2 separate regions of the Sus scrofa genome follow, and region 2 is linked to region 1. Evidence: chromatin contacts called from public HiChIP or PLAC-seq data. All regions are on one chromosome and are shown on one strand. The core of a region is the stretch at or near the end of the contact, and the rest is flanking DNA. Distances in the headings are between cores, read along the strand shown. Region 1 overlaps RAD51B (DNA repair protein RAD51 homolog 2). Region 2 overlaps RAD51B (DNA repair protein RAD51 homolog 2).

Region 1 (6,226 bases), core at 3,605-6,104:
CTCTGGAAACCGGCTGACCTGTTTGTAATCTAACTTAAATGTAACTTGCCCCAACATAGAAAAAATACTAAAGTAGGACCTAAAATGTGCTAGTTAAAAATCACAGTTAAGAAAACATTTTAAATTTGGAGTTAAATTATTTGTTATTCAATAGGCTTTAATATTTTGTTGTATGTTCATATATGACAGCTTGTGGATAGACCAGCCATATTTTTTAAAGTTTATTGTAACAAACACATAAGATTACCCTGTACTGCGTATGTTTTATTTTCTTTATAAATATCAACTATTCTTTAAATTAGCTCTTAAATTCTCATCATAAACCTATAGGGTAAATAATATTATTGGCCCCTTTTTAGATGATGAAACTGAGGCACAGAATGGCCATCTTTGGTTCTGTTGTTAAATCTTTTTCTGTTACCCTTTCCTCCCTCCTGTAAGGTGCTTTGTAACTACTATGGGCCAACCCAGATAATCCAATGTATTGTTCCCACCTCATAATCCTTAGACACAAATGCAATCCCTTTTGCCAGGGAAAGTCACTTATTCACAGGTTCTGGGGATTAGAGCAGGGCTGTTTCTGGAAGACCATTATTCTGTCTACCAGTTTTACTTTATTCCTACGGACCTCAGTTGTAAATGAGGGCTGAACCAGGTGATCTTTGAAGATGCTTCCAATTTTGAGAGCTCTGAAATTTCCAATCCTATATTTGAATTCTTATCGCTTTTATCGAAAATAAAGCTTTCACTGGAGTTCCTGTTGTGAATCCGATTAGTATCCAAGAAGATGTGGGTTCTATCCCTGGCCTTGCTCAGTTGGTTAAGGATCCAGCATTGCCGTGAGCTGTGGCATAGGCCGAAGACTCGGCACAGAATCCATGTTGCTGTGGCTGTGGTGTAGGCCCGCAGCTGCAGCTCTGATTCCACCCTTGGCCAGGGAACTTCTATATGCTGCAGGTGTGGCCCGAAAAAGCAAAAAAAAAAAAAAAAAAGGTTTTCACTATTGAAATTTTATGGGCAAGTGAAAAACATTTTTTTCATATTGCATTTTAAACTTAAATGTCTCATATAAAAAAAGGTGAAAGGATAAATAGAAATTAAGAACCGAGGGAGAAAGAAACAAAGATGCATCTGTGAGAGATGGTATTCTTTAGCATTGGTGTAACAACTTTGGGTCCTACATCAAAGTGGGGAGGCTGTGGAAATTTTTTGCAGTATACTGACTAATTAGAACCTTTTAATTAGAGAGTAATACGAAAATATAAATGAAACTCTATTATTAGGTTGCATTTGGCTATAAGTTATCTAACTTCAAATGATTTTATAAAAGGAAATTTATCATCTCACATAATGAGGACACAGAGTTGGTTAACAATTCCGCAGCTCATTGATTTAAGAACTCATATTCCCTCCATTCCTCTGCCGTCTTTATTATTTTTTTATTTTTATCTATTTTTTTGTCTTTTGTCCTTTTAGAGCCGTACCTGTGGCATATGGAGGTTCCCATGCTAGGGGTCTAACTGGAGCTGTAGCCATTGGCCTATGCCAGAGCCACAGCAATGCCAGATCTGAGCGGCATCTGTGCCCTACACCGCAGCTCACAGCAATGCTGGATCCTGAACCCACTGACCGAGGCCTGGGACTGAACCTGAAACCTCATGGTTCCTAGTCAGATTCATTTCCGCTGTGCCACAAGAACTCCTACTCTGCCATCTTTATTGGGCAGGCTTTGGTTTAAGACTGTCTCCCCTCATGTTCGCAGAATGGCTGCAGCATTTCCATCACGTTCTAAACCACCATTAGCCACAGATAGCAGAGAGACACTCTCTTGTGCAAGTGTTTTGGGAATAAGAAACCTTCCCCAGAAGCCACTTGACAGAGTTCTCTATATGTTTTATTAGCCAGAATTCTGTTACATGCCCATTTTAAAATCGGTTTCAGGCAAGGAAATTAGCATTACCATGTTTGACTAACTCCACACTGTCCAATGGAACTTTCTGCAGGGATGGAAATGTTCTATGTTTGTGCTGTCCAATACAGTAGCCACTAACCACACATGGCAGTTATTGGGCACTTATAACATGGCTATTGCAACTGAGGAAGTGAATTTTAAAAATTAATTTATGAGTTCTTTTGTTGCGCAATGGGTTAAGGATCCGTTGTTGTCATTGCGGAGGCACTGGTCACTACTGTGGCATGGATTTTTTTCCCCTGGGTCGGGTACTTGCAGTGCTGCAGGGGCAGCTGAAAAATGAATAAGTAGAAATTAATTTAAATTTAACCATATGTGGCTAGTGGGTACCATATTGGACCACACAGGGCTAATCAGGATGTCGGTTGTCAGCTGCCATGTTGATTGCTTCTTTAAATAAAACAGTAAACAGGTGGCGTGTTTGTTTTTAGAACTTCAGTCTCATTACTGATCCACCAGGGAGGTTCTTTTTTGGAGACAGAAAGACCAAATAAATAAAACTAAACAAGTGTACACACTTGCATGGGCTAACAGTGGCAACATCTCCTAGGTGAAGGGGGAAGGTGAGAGACCATGATATGCCAACATGCGCATGGTGCGGCTAATAGTAGAGGTTGGATGGGGATATATTTGGCTACGATCTCTGTAAGAGACAGAATGCTCTTCTCCATTAGGGAGTTGGGTTATTTTTGTTGTTCTTTTTGCACTGTTGTAAATAGAGAATGAGAACTCTTAGTAATATATGTTGCCAAAGCCTGCCTGCCTTGGAGGTTGCACAGTCAGGGAAATACAGAGATGGTGTCTGGGAGGATCCCTCCACCCAATAAATCTTTATAAATTTCTTCTTATGCTCCAGGTACTGAAAAGATTGTAAATAAGACTTGGAAACAAGTTCCTGCCCTCATGGAAGTGAGTTGTTACAAATAGGTGATATGTTTCAAATTGTGGTAAGTGTTAAGGCAAGGTAATAGGTAGAGGGAATGGAATAAGCCTTAACAAATGCCTACATCTGTGACTTTCTTATCAAAAGCTCAGAGGTTTTAAGGTTTTACTCTGAGAAAAGGACATTCGGTTTATAGGCTTATTTAGTTTGATAGAAAAGTGTCTGGCTTAGTTATTTGCCAAAGAAAGAAAATATAAATTAGTTCCTGAGAAGGCAGTCTATTTATCTGCTGTTTGAAAAATAAATTTGGCCTGGGACATTATGGGGAGCCTGGCGTGGCCTGATAATAGGACAAAGTTTATTTCTAGTTTAGTCATGATCTTCTGTATCCTTTGTCTTTTCTGGAGGACTTCTGGCTCTAGCTTTTTCAACCATTAAGTGGCAGTATTAATAAAAATAATTGTATGAGTTCTGGAAAGATTGGCTACTATCTGAATAATTAGCACATGTTTTATAAAGTTGTGAGCCAAAGGAAACATGAAGCATTTTTCATTAAAATTGAGCCAGTCATTTAACTTCTCTGGGTCTTAGTTTCTCCAGTGTTGAAACCAGGTAGTTACAGTATCATCGAGAATGTTAGGAAAAATAGCCTCTTTCAAAAGAGGGCTGATGGAAATGGGAACTGGGATAACCTCTCTGGAGAACCAATTTGCAGGATAATTTCAAGTTCTTAAGATCCGCTAACCTTTTTGCCCCAAGGAACAGAATTCAAACAAGGGTTCCCAGGTGCTTGTTTAAGAATGTTTATCATCCTCTTTATCATGGCAAAGACAGTAAGCAGATGTCCAACAATTAGAATTTGGTTCAATTATGGTGCATTCCCTGTGAAATTCCATGTAGCTTCTAAAGACGATGATGATGAATAGATATTAATGGAATTGTAAAGAGGTTCACAGTGTACGGCATTTGTGGTAATCTGCCTCTTCACTTTGGCCTACTGCAATCAAGGGTAGTAATTATGGTCACTTAAAAAAAAAAAAAAAAAACTAGCAATAGTGGCAGATAATTATCAGGCACTCTGGTATCGTAGGAACTAGGCTAAGCTTTATTCCTATATTATCTCACTGAAGTTTCGTGTTAACCCTATTGAGGAAGAATGATTGGAAACCTCCTTTTGCAGATGGAGGAAACCAAGGTGCAGAGGAATAAAGTACCTTGTCCAGGACCTTAAATTCAGAGGTGGCCAAATCAGAATTGTAACCTAGTCATTTGACTCCAGTGCCTACATTCAGAAACCGTGGGCTGGGTTGCCTCTCTGTAACGTATCTTTAGGTCCTGGATAGGGTAGCTATTACAGTATATTGTGGAAGCTCCCCGACATCCTCTCCTGTAACTGCACCCTTATTTGAGGGTACTCTGGCCTGGGTATATGGCAGAGGAAGGAGTGGTCCACTCTTCAACACAGAGGTCAGCAAACTATGACTAGGGGGCCAAAGCGGCCTGCTGCCTGTTTTTGTAAATCACGTGTTACTTGAATCCAGCCACGCTTATTCATTTAGGTCTATGGCTGTTTTTTTGCACCGCAAGAGCAGAAATAAAGGTTTCAACAGAGACCATATGGCCATGTGAATTATCTTTACAGAGAACGTTTGCTGATAGAGATCGGGAAGGATGTGTGCCCTCTTGCAGTGACCATTTTTCTTTCCTTAAAGAGACTAACTTAGAAAACAAAACAAACCAGTGTTAGGGTTACTATCCTGCACAGGCCCCAGGGATATAGGCAGTTGCCGCAGGGTTTTCCGAGGCGGTGAACAAGAGCAGTCCAGTCTATTTCAGGACAACTGAGGGCTCTCTGTGCACTGCTGAGTGGCATTCTCTAGCTTCGTTGCCTTGAAACCCAGCCCCTTGCCTTTCTGAGATGGAATGTGTATTCACAACTGAGGCCCTCCATTAGTCATGGTGCATTTCCTGGGCCCTGGAGACAGGGGCATGACATCACCAAGGGCCAATGAGAAAGGATCCTCTGTCGTGCAAGCCCTGGACCTTCTTTAGAGGTCTGTATAGTGTGTGTTCTGTTCCTAGCCCTTAGGCTGTGATTTGAGACTGCTTTCCTCATCCAGCCATATTCAGGGCACAAAAGTCTAGCTTCCAAACTCAAGAGGCCAGGACAAGTTTGCAGAGCTGGAGGCAGATTCCCATTTGGTGTTTTTTTCCAGGGCTCAGGTTTTTATTCCCACAGTTTTCCACTCTTAATGACGTTGTTACTTCATGTGGTAAAGGGAGCGTGGTGAAAGAGGCAGTCTGCCTTAGATAAAAGACACTTGGTAGTTAGAATTTCTGGATAAGTAGAGGTTGGTAACATAACGAAATCAGAAGCATATTTTGCCATTTTGTTACACTGCTTTTGTGCGCAGCTTAACATCATAAAACAACATCTTTAACAGCAATGGCTCCTAGCAAAATTAGTGTGGCTTAGAATAGGGCAATTACCAAAAGAATTGTACTGAGGGGATTAGTCATTCATTAAATCTTTTATCTTCAGGAAGAAAAGAAACTTTTTTTTTTTTAAGTTCTCTTTTCTTAGAATTTAAGCATTTTAGATATACCCTGTGCCAGAATCCCAGCTTCCTAATTTATATATTGATTTATTTGTGAAAATGATTGGTGGACTTTAGGCTCAGGGAGAACTGTTAATTCTGTGTACCAGAAAGTTTATTGAAAGACTTGCTTTCTAACTAGTAATCGCTCAATCTCTTGCTAACAAGCCATAATTGTAAAATGCCCCCTTTAAAAATTATGCAAGGAAACAGGCTTCAGGGCTTAATGTGAGATTACACTGGACAGACCTTCATAGTTTAGTTCAGGAATTCCCACACTTGTGTTTTCCAATCTTCAGAGGCAATCTTTGGCTGAATGAGAATGACTCCTTTAGTATTTTTTCATGTTTTTAAAATTAAAAATTAGACTTTTTAATGAAGTCTAAGAGAATTGATGAGGTGGCCGTTTTTGTTAGTATGTTAGCTCTGGCTGCCCTAAACCTCGGAGGAGGCCACTCCTACAGCTTAAAAAAAAAAAAAAAAAAAAAAACCTTGTTGTTTCTGCAAATATGAAGATGATGATTATTTTTTAATTATAGAGGTTTTTATTTTAAAAATCACTTGAAAGTATATGAATGTAGTCCTACTTCCTGAAAAGAAATGTACCAGTAATTAAGGGAATTTCCTCTAGAACTGTGGAATATACTGTAAGAGAGGGTATTTTTAGTACTTGAGAGATCCTTCCTCAAAGATCTCTCTGCAGTTTAAAACATTAATTATTAAATTTTCTAAATGTCTCTGGTATTTTTTGTGTTTTGTTTTTGTTTTTGGCCA
Region 2 (6,939 bases), core at 918-3,417, 390 kb after region 1:
TGGGGAAGGGGTGAGAAAGGAGGGACTTTTTTTCCCCCTCATCTGGCTGAAAGGATGCTAACTATGGCCTCCAGCAGGGCCCCACATCTTCCGGGCTGCTGTTACCTAAGCCTCCTGCATTTGCTGTGTTTTATGGATGCACTAAGAAAGGATGTTAGGCTTGTCTTCTATGTCGGTACTTCCTTTAGGCCATGTACCCCTGGCAGGATGTGTTCCCAGAAGAGCATGCCTGTGCTGGCATCTGACCCCAGCAGCTGTACCGAAGCAACACAGACAGAATCCACTGGACAGATCTGTCTGTTCTCAGCCGCTTCCAAGTGCTTCCAGGTCATGAGTGAATCCCATCTTGTTCCTTTTTGTTTGTTTGTTTTTAATACAAGATCTAGAGAATTTAAACAATCTGCTGAGGTCAAACACAGGGGAAGAATTCTGAGTTCCCTGTGCTTATTTTGAGGCTTGAGGCCCAGGGGGTCCCTTACAGTCCAGGGTAGGGCTCATCAGAACTATAACGGCCAGAAATCCTTGACCATTGAGATAAGCTCTGACCCCATGAGCTATGAGTCATTAATCCATCTCCCTCTTGTTCAATGTAATTCACCCGCCACCCTCCCAAGATCTTGCTCTTCATATAGAAATAAGAAAGTTATTTATTTTCCAGCTTGATCACTCTTTTCTCTAAATGACATGTATGATTAGCCATGTGGTCAAACAGTGAATATTTGCAAACTTAGGTTCTAGGTGGAAATACATGATCCATCCTCCCAAGAAAGTCAGCAGGGAAGACCCAAAATGTTTAGAGAAACACACAGCCCCTAACCAGGGGAAGGAGCAGAGAGTGGTTTAGGAGCAGGGAAGGAAGCTTTATGAAGCTGATGGAGGGTTGCTGGGATTCCAAGTTAGACAGAATTTTAACCAAGAGCGAAGGGTGGAGTTAGATGGTGTGTTTGAGAGAAGGAGACAGACGTTGGAATGAAGAATCCATGTGAGGCAAGAGATTTAAGATTTTGTAGGGGTTCTTGCTATGGCAGCGGGATCAGTGGCATCTCTGCAGCAGGATGCAGATTCGATACCTGGTCTGGCACGGTCGGTTAAAGGATCCATTGTTGTCTCAGTTGTGGCATAGGTGGCAACAGTAGATGGGTGGGATCTGATCTCTGGCCCAGGAACTCCACATGCCGCAAGGCAGCCAAAAAAAACAAAACAAAAAAAAAAGGATTTGGTAGAGTAGGGCCAGATGATGAGAATTGTAAAAAATCAGAGTGTGCTTTTGTTTTTCTTCCTAGCTCCATCTTTGACCATAAAAAGTGATTGTTGTTACTTTTGTTTAGTTTTTATTTTCATTCCCCTTCTCTCCCCCGCCACCCCACCCCACCCCCCCGCCCTCCCGGCCTCCCCACTTTAAAGAAAAGAGCAGAAAGCACAAGGCTGTGGCCTCCTTTGTGGAGCACAGAGAAGGAGACTCTCTTTGATGTTTCAGGGGTTTTAGGTTTGAGTTCCAGACGGATGCTGTTGCCTGCTCAGGGACTGTGGGCCTATATTCCCCCTAAAAATCCTTATCCTGCCCCATTCTGTTTAGCCTCTTCTTTTCTTAAAGACTGGACTGGATGTAGGCCAAAATCTCCCCGTATTGATATGTCGCTTTATGGTTTTTCAAGCATGTATCACAATTCCCATTTCGTAGATGAGGCAATTGAGCATGTTAAGGGAGTTGGCTACTGAGTGATCTAGCTGGGACTTCGACCCTGGTCTTCTGATTCCCATTCTAGGCTCTTTCATTAGACCAGACAGCCTCTCGGGTAATTAGAACAAAGTGACACAGTGCACAATTAATTCAAAGAAGAGACTAACTCCATTTGAAATGTCAAAGAGACTTGGGACAAGATAGGTGAGAATTTCAAAGGTGTTTTGTGGCATTGGCCCCAGGGACATCTAGACACCCTGCCAGCTGTGCATGAGAGACACAAATCTCAAAATCAATTTAACTAACCTTCATTTATCTTGGAAACACAAAAATATAGACGAGAACTTGGCTGGAATGAAGAGCTTCACACCAAGCCTGCCTCCCTGCTCCTCTTGTAGAAAGTTTCATGAGCCCCAGTGTGGAAGACCTCACTGTTTTGTTTGACTCTTGAAGGCCACCTCCGCAGACTTGCTGCCAGGAGAAGGTTCATACTGACTCAGAAGCGAGAGGGCCACCGACTGAATCACCACCACTTACTACAGTCTTTTGCTCTGTGTTCCTTGGAAACCTCTTGCCTCAGTTTGGGTTTGACCCAACCCACTTAGGAGGAGAGAGAACAATTTTACAGCCCCGCATGGAGTGACTCCAAGCCAGTCGTATCTATTTCCAAGTGATCTGACGCAGCAAGTCGATCATATTTCCTTTGGAGGCTTGGCTGAGGACAGTTGGGTTGGCGACATGGAACCAGAGTGAATAAAATACAGCTGTCAAGAAAAAAAGCTGCAATGCTCCCTAAGGAGGGAGGACGCATGGAATGCTCAGGCCAGGGGTGGGGTGCTTTCTGGGGAGACTGAAAACAGAAAAGAGGACAAGGTGACCATGTGTGAAATTCAAAGGAATCAACAGTGATTTGAGAAAGCCGGGCAGATTGGCACATGCCCAGGACCTTTCTGAGAGCAGGCACTGAGCCTACATAAATTCAGAAAATCTACCTCTTATTTTTATTCTTACCTTTAATCAGATTTTTTACTGTAATTGTTATGCTTCATTCCCTCCACTTCCCCCCCTACCGCCCCCACCAAAAGAACCAGGATCTTTGAAGACATTTGCCAAAAACCAACAGACCCCTGTGTTAGATTATTCTGGTCATAGGGAAAAACTACTTGGGAGTTCCAAACAAGTACTCTAGTTGCTTGGACGGAAATGGTGTTCCAAGAATGGGATGGAGGAATAACAGAGAAGATAGGAGTTGGTTCTTCCCTGTGAAGGGATGAGCTGAGCCCTAGAACCAATTTACAAGCCAGGGACACTTCCGTTCTTGTGGATACAGGCAAATCTTTGAGCACCAGTTTCCACCGGGAACATATCTGCTTCATTGTTCTCTGCTTTGATTGTGCAAAAATCTGTTCAAAGACCTAGTGACAAAATTAGGCTCTGTGAAGCTGTTCCTTGAGCAGGAGGAGGTGTGTACCTCTGGCTGTCCATTTGGCAATGGACGCCTTCACACTGCTTCTTTCCATCAAATATTTTGGCCACTAGAGTTGTTTTAGCAGGAAACAGTCTACAAAGGACAACAAGCACTTCCCTTTTCTTCATCCTCTTCGCAGTCAATTCAACTGGCAGGTTTCAGGCACCCACTGTGTGCCAGGCTTTTTTTTTTTTTTTTTTCCGAATGGAAGACCGCCTTTGCCCTCCATGCCTTAGAAATTTAGCAAGAGAGAGAGAGTCAAATATTACAAGTACCTGGGGCAGAAACAGGGTGAGAAGCCACAGAAACTCAGGGGACAGAGCCATGGTAAAGATGCTTCACCAAAGGCAGCCGTGAGAAAGGGGAGAGGGACAAATGCGTGAAGAGAACACACTGACTGCACAGACCTTTATTTGCCAGGAACAAGGGGCTGGGGATTCAGAGATGAATAGGATGCAGAGCATAGGGTGGAGGGGAGCCAGGAGGGAGGGGGTGGTGGAAGAGGAGCTGAGAAGAGATTGGACCAGATTGGCAAGGGCCTTGCCTGCCAAGCTGAGGAGTTTGCACTTTGTCCTCTAGGTATTCAGGAGCCTTTGAAGGTCTTCATGTGGGGGGTGGCAGAGATATCCACGCCACCCCTTATTTCCCACCCCAGCCCCTGCTTCATTCCTCTTGGAGTACTTCTTACAACAAAGACGTATTTTATTCACTGGTCTGTTTTGTGCTTTTGTTCCCATCTGGCTCCCCAGCTGGGATATGAGCTCCATGAAGAGAGGGACCCTACTGGCCCTGTTTACTGTGGTATGCCCAGTTCCGGGCACAAAGCAAGCCCTCGGCAAAGAGTCTGGGTGTAGACACTCGTCTCCCATTTGAAACGTGGAGGGCGATCCAAGGCTGGAAGAGCCCATAAGAGGGATTGAAGGTGCAGAGCGAGGCTAGGAGCCTGAGCTGGCGCAACGGTGGCACAGATGGAAGGGATAGGGAGGGGTCAGAGGTGACTTTAAGGTTTCCACTGGGATGTCTGAGTGGCCGGTGAGATCATTGACGGAGGGGGAAAGGATGGGGGAGGGACACCAGGAGGCCCTTGTCATGGGAAGCGGGAGAGCGTGGCTAATGAGATCCGTTTTGGACATGTGTGATTTGAGACAACTGTAGAATGTTCAGCATCTCCAACTGGAGAGATTCTGCAAACAGTTGGCAGTATATGCGGGCAATTCGGGAGATGGCTTCGGGCTCAGGTCGCAGGTTTCCAGTGGTAAAGGAAGCTGGCCGAGAGGAAGGGCATGCAAAGAGAGCAGAGTTTGAAGAGGGGACCAGAAGCCCAAACCTGGAGGAAACATACTTGAATGGGAAGGTGGGAAAGAAGAGGAGACAGAAGGCAAGGTCTGAGGGCTAGAAGGAGGAGGGAGGAGGGACTTCTGGCCACGATGGAGGAAGATGGGTCCACCTAGGACAAAGCAAAGGAAATAGGAGCTGCCACCTTGGGGGACTCACTCTGCCCATTTCGTACCATGTTAATGATGAAAGAGGGGGCGGTTCTTAGCCATCCTGGGCCCCTGAGAAGAACAGAAATACCTGTGTATAGTCTATCAGTATGTCCTCATTCTGACAGACCCTGAGGCTAGGGCCAGATTTAGGCTGCATGGTGGATGTCCTCAACTTGGAAACATTTTGGGGGGCCAGCTCCAACTCCAACATCCTGCCTCACCTCACCTCTACCAAGAACGGCTCAGGGGCCCTAGACGGCTGATAACAAAAGGCCCCCACTTTGGGGTCCAGTTCAGGATCTAGCAGGTGATTGCGGAGAGCAGCTGGTTCCAGTTTGCTTAGGGATGATTTCCTCTGGGAGCTGGTTCACGTGTTCGACCTCGGCCTCCCATCTGTGTCACCTCCTTCTCTCAGCATCCCCCCCCACCCCCCATCACATCCCCCCTGATTTCTCCAGACCCTCGCACTGCCGGCCTTCCAGCTACGTGTCCTGCTTTCCAGTTCCCGCCTGCTCAGACAGGCCAGGGACGGCCACACTGGCTTTGTTCCTGAAAATGTTAAGGAAAAGAAATGAAAACTTGAAGAGAAGGCCAGGACACAAAGCAGATGGATGCGGAGATGCTCTGGCTCCAGGGAGGAGCATAGGGGTCCAGGGGTCCCACTCCCTCAGAGTCCTAGAGCACAAGGGAGGTTTCTGTGAGCCTCGGGTCAGGATGAGACAGGCAGCCCTGATCGAAGCCTGAGAGTGGATCACTCTGTTGGAGCTGGTTCCTGGCTGGCCCTGCTCCCCTCAGTGCCTGGTACCCACCTCTTCCCCTCTCTCTGGTGTATTGAGGTCCCTCCCAGTCTGGAAAGTCTCTGAACGAGCATCTGCAAGTTATGAGTCTGTACGCTCTTTACCTGGACATCTTTCCTCCAGATTAAGAACAGGCTAGGCTGGGAGCCTGCTGGGACCTCTCACATGGAGCACACGCCCATCATTCCCCTCTTGGTCTCCCCCAGAGCTCCATTGCCTTTGCCAGACGGTCAGGCCCTTTTTATGAATGGAGTCATTTAGTTTTTGTGGTTGACCAGAGCTTTCCTGGAAGAGGCTGCTTGGGGAAAGAGGACTCACAGACCTAAGAGTCCAAAGCAAGATTCTGGTAGAGGACCTCGCAACACACACACACACACCCACGAAGGGATCCTGCCTTAGAGGTCTCAACAGTTTCCTCTTAGGTAGGGAGGCAGTAGGAGGAAAGGGAGCCTTCTAAAGTTAGCACATATTCTCATAGTCTATCCATTCAACCATCCATCCATCCATCCATCCATCCAACTATATCGCTCTATCTCTATCTCTACCCCCTTCCTTTGCTAATTGCTCCATCTCTCTGTTTTCCTAGAAGATGGACATTGCCAGGACTTCCTCACCGCTCTCCCACCTCCCTTAGTGCCTGGTGAGTCCCGTCCATCACCCTGCCTGGGACCTCACCATGCTCCCCCTGTGGCTCACTCACCCTGGTGCCCAGCCCAGCCCAGCCCAGCCAAGCTGCATACTTGTACTCAGTTCGTGCGTCACGGCTATTCATCTTGTTTAGTGCTCGGCGTGGCTGCAGATGCTGTAAATATGGTAATTTTAGATTCCCTGATTGGAAAGCGTTGCGGGGTAGAATGGGAAGGGCACGGGGGAGAGAGTTTGGTTTACTTTGTTGGCGCTGGTTCCCAGCTGCCCCTGCCACCCTCTGCCTGCCCTTCTCTGGGCTGTGGCCCCATCAGCCACCCCCGCCCGCTCCTTGCATTCTGTCCCAACTTCTCTGAGCCTGGGGAGGAAGGAGAGGAACAGAGGGGATGTGTCCAGGTCTCAGCCTGGCCTGGAGAGTTTCGGGCTAGCACGGAGCACCGTGGGCCAAAAGTGTAGCCAGGGATGCATGGGGTGGGGGTCTTGACCCCACCAAGACAATGCCGAGGGCAGGCAGCCTGGGGATTAGCCCCCCATCCAGGGCCGTGTTCAGGGGCACACTGGAGATGAAGTGGGGGCCCCGGAGGCCTCTGACCCCTCGTGAGCTCTCTCCCTTTTCTGTTCTTTCCCTCCTGACCTTCCCCGGTGGGGGGCTGTCAGTCCCAAGGGCCTGAGGCAGCGCTCCCAGGGCTGTCAGCTAATCCCTCCTCCCACCCCTTTGGTGCTTAAAGGCGTAATTTGCATTTGATTACAGGACCCCTGAACGGTCCCTTCAGAGGATTCAAATCCCTGGGAGTGAGTAGGAGGCTGACACTTCAGGCACCTGATTGAGCTCAGGTCCTTCAAAAGCTCCCAGATATTCTT

The links. HiChIP or PLAC-seq counts read pairs in DNA pulled down with a chosen protein or histone mark.
Region 2: a contact with region 1 is called in an H3K27ac HiChIP or PLAC-seq map of skeletal muscle. The contact joins two enhancer-like sites. A contact is called at or near these places in 1 of 47 Hi-C or Micro-C datasets (embryonic fibroblasts) and 1 of 2 datasets of contacts at active chromatin or transcription factors (skeletal muscle).

Annotation. Positions count from the first base shown.
Region 1 is chr7:91,845,632-91,851,857 of Sscrofa11.1, forward strand. The region is part of intron 8 of RAD51B (DNA repair protein RAD51 homolog 2); the gene reads left to right. Among named protein-coding and RNA genes, the nearest start is that of RAD51B, 260 kb to the left of the region's middle. Within about 2 kb of position 4,855, at least 34 of the 83 cell types and tissues checked have an H3K27ac peak or open chromatin away from gene starts, as enhancers often do. A contact at or near this core is called in skeletal muscle, where this site is marked.
Region 2 is chr7:92,237,259-92,244,197 of Sscrofa11.1, forward strand. The region is part of intron 11 of RAD51B (DNA repair protein RAD51 homolog 2); the gene reads left to right. Among named protein-coding and RNA genes, the nearest start is that of ZFP36L1, 260 kb to the right of the region's middle. Within about 2 kb of position 2,168, at least 18 of the 83 cell types and tissues checked have an H3K27ac peak or open chromatin away from gene starts, as enhancers often do. A contact at or near this core is called in skeletal muscle, where this site is marked.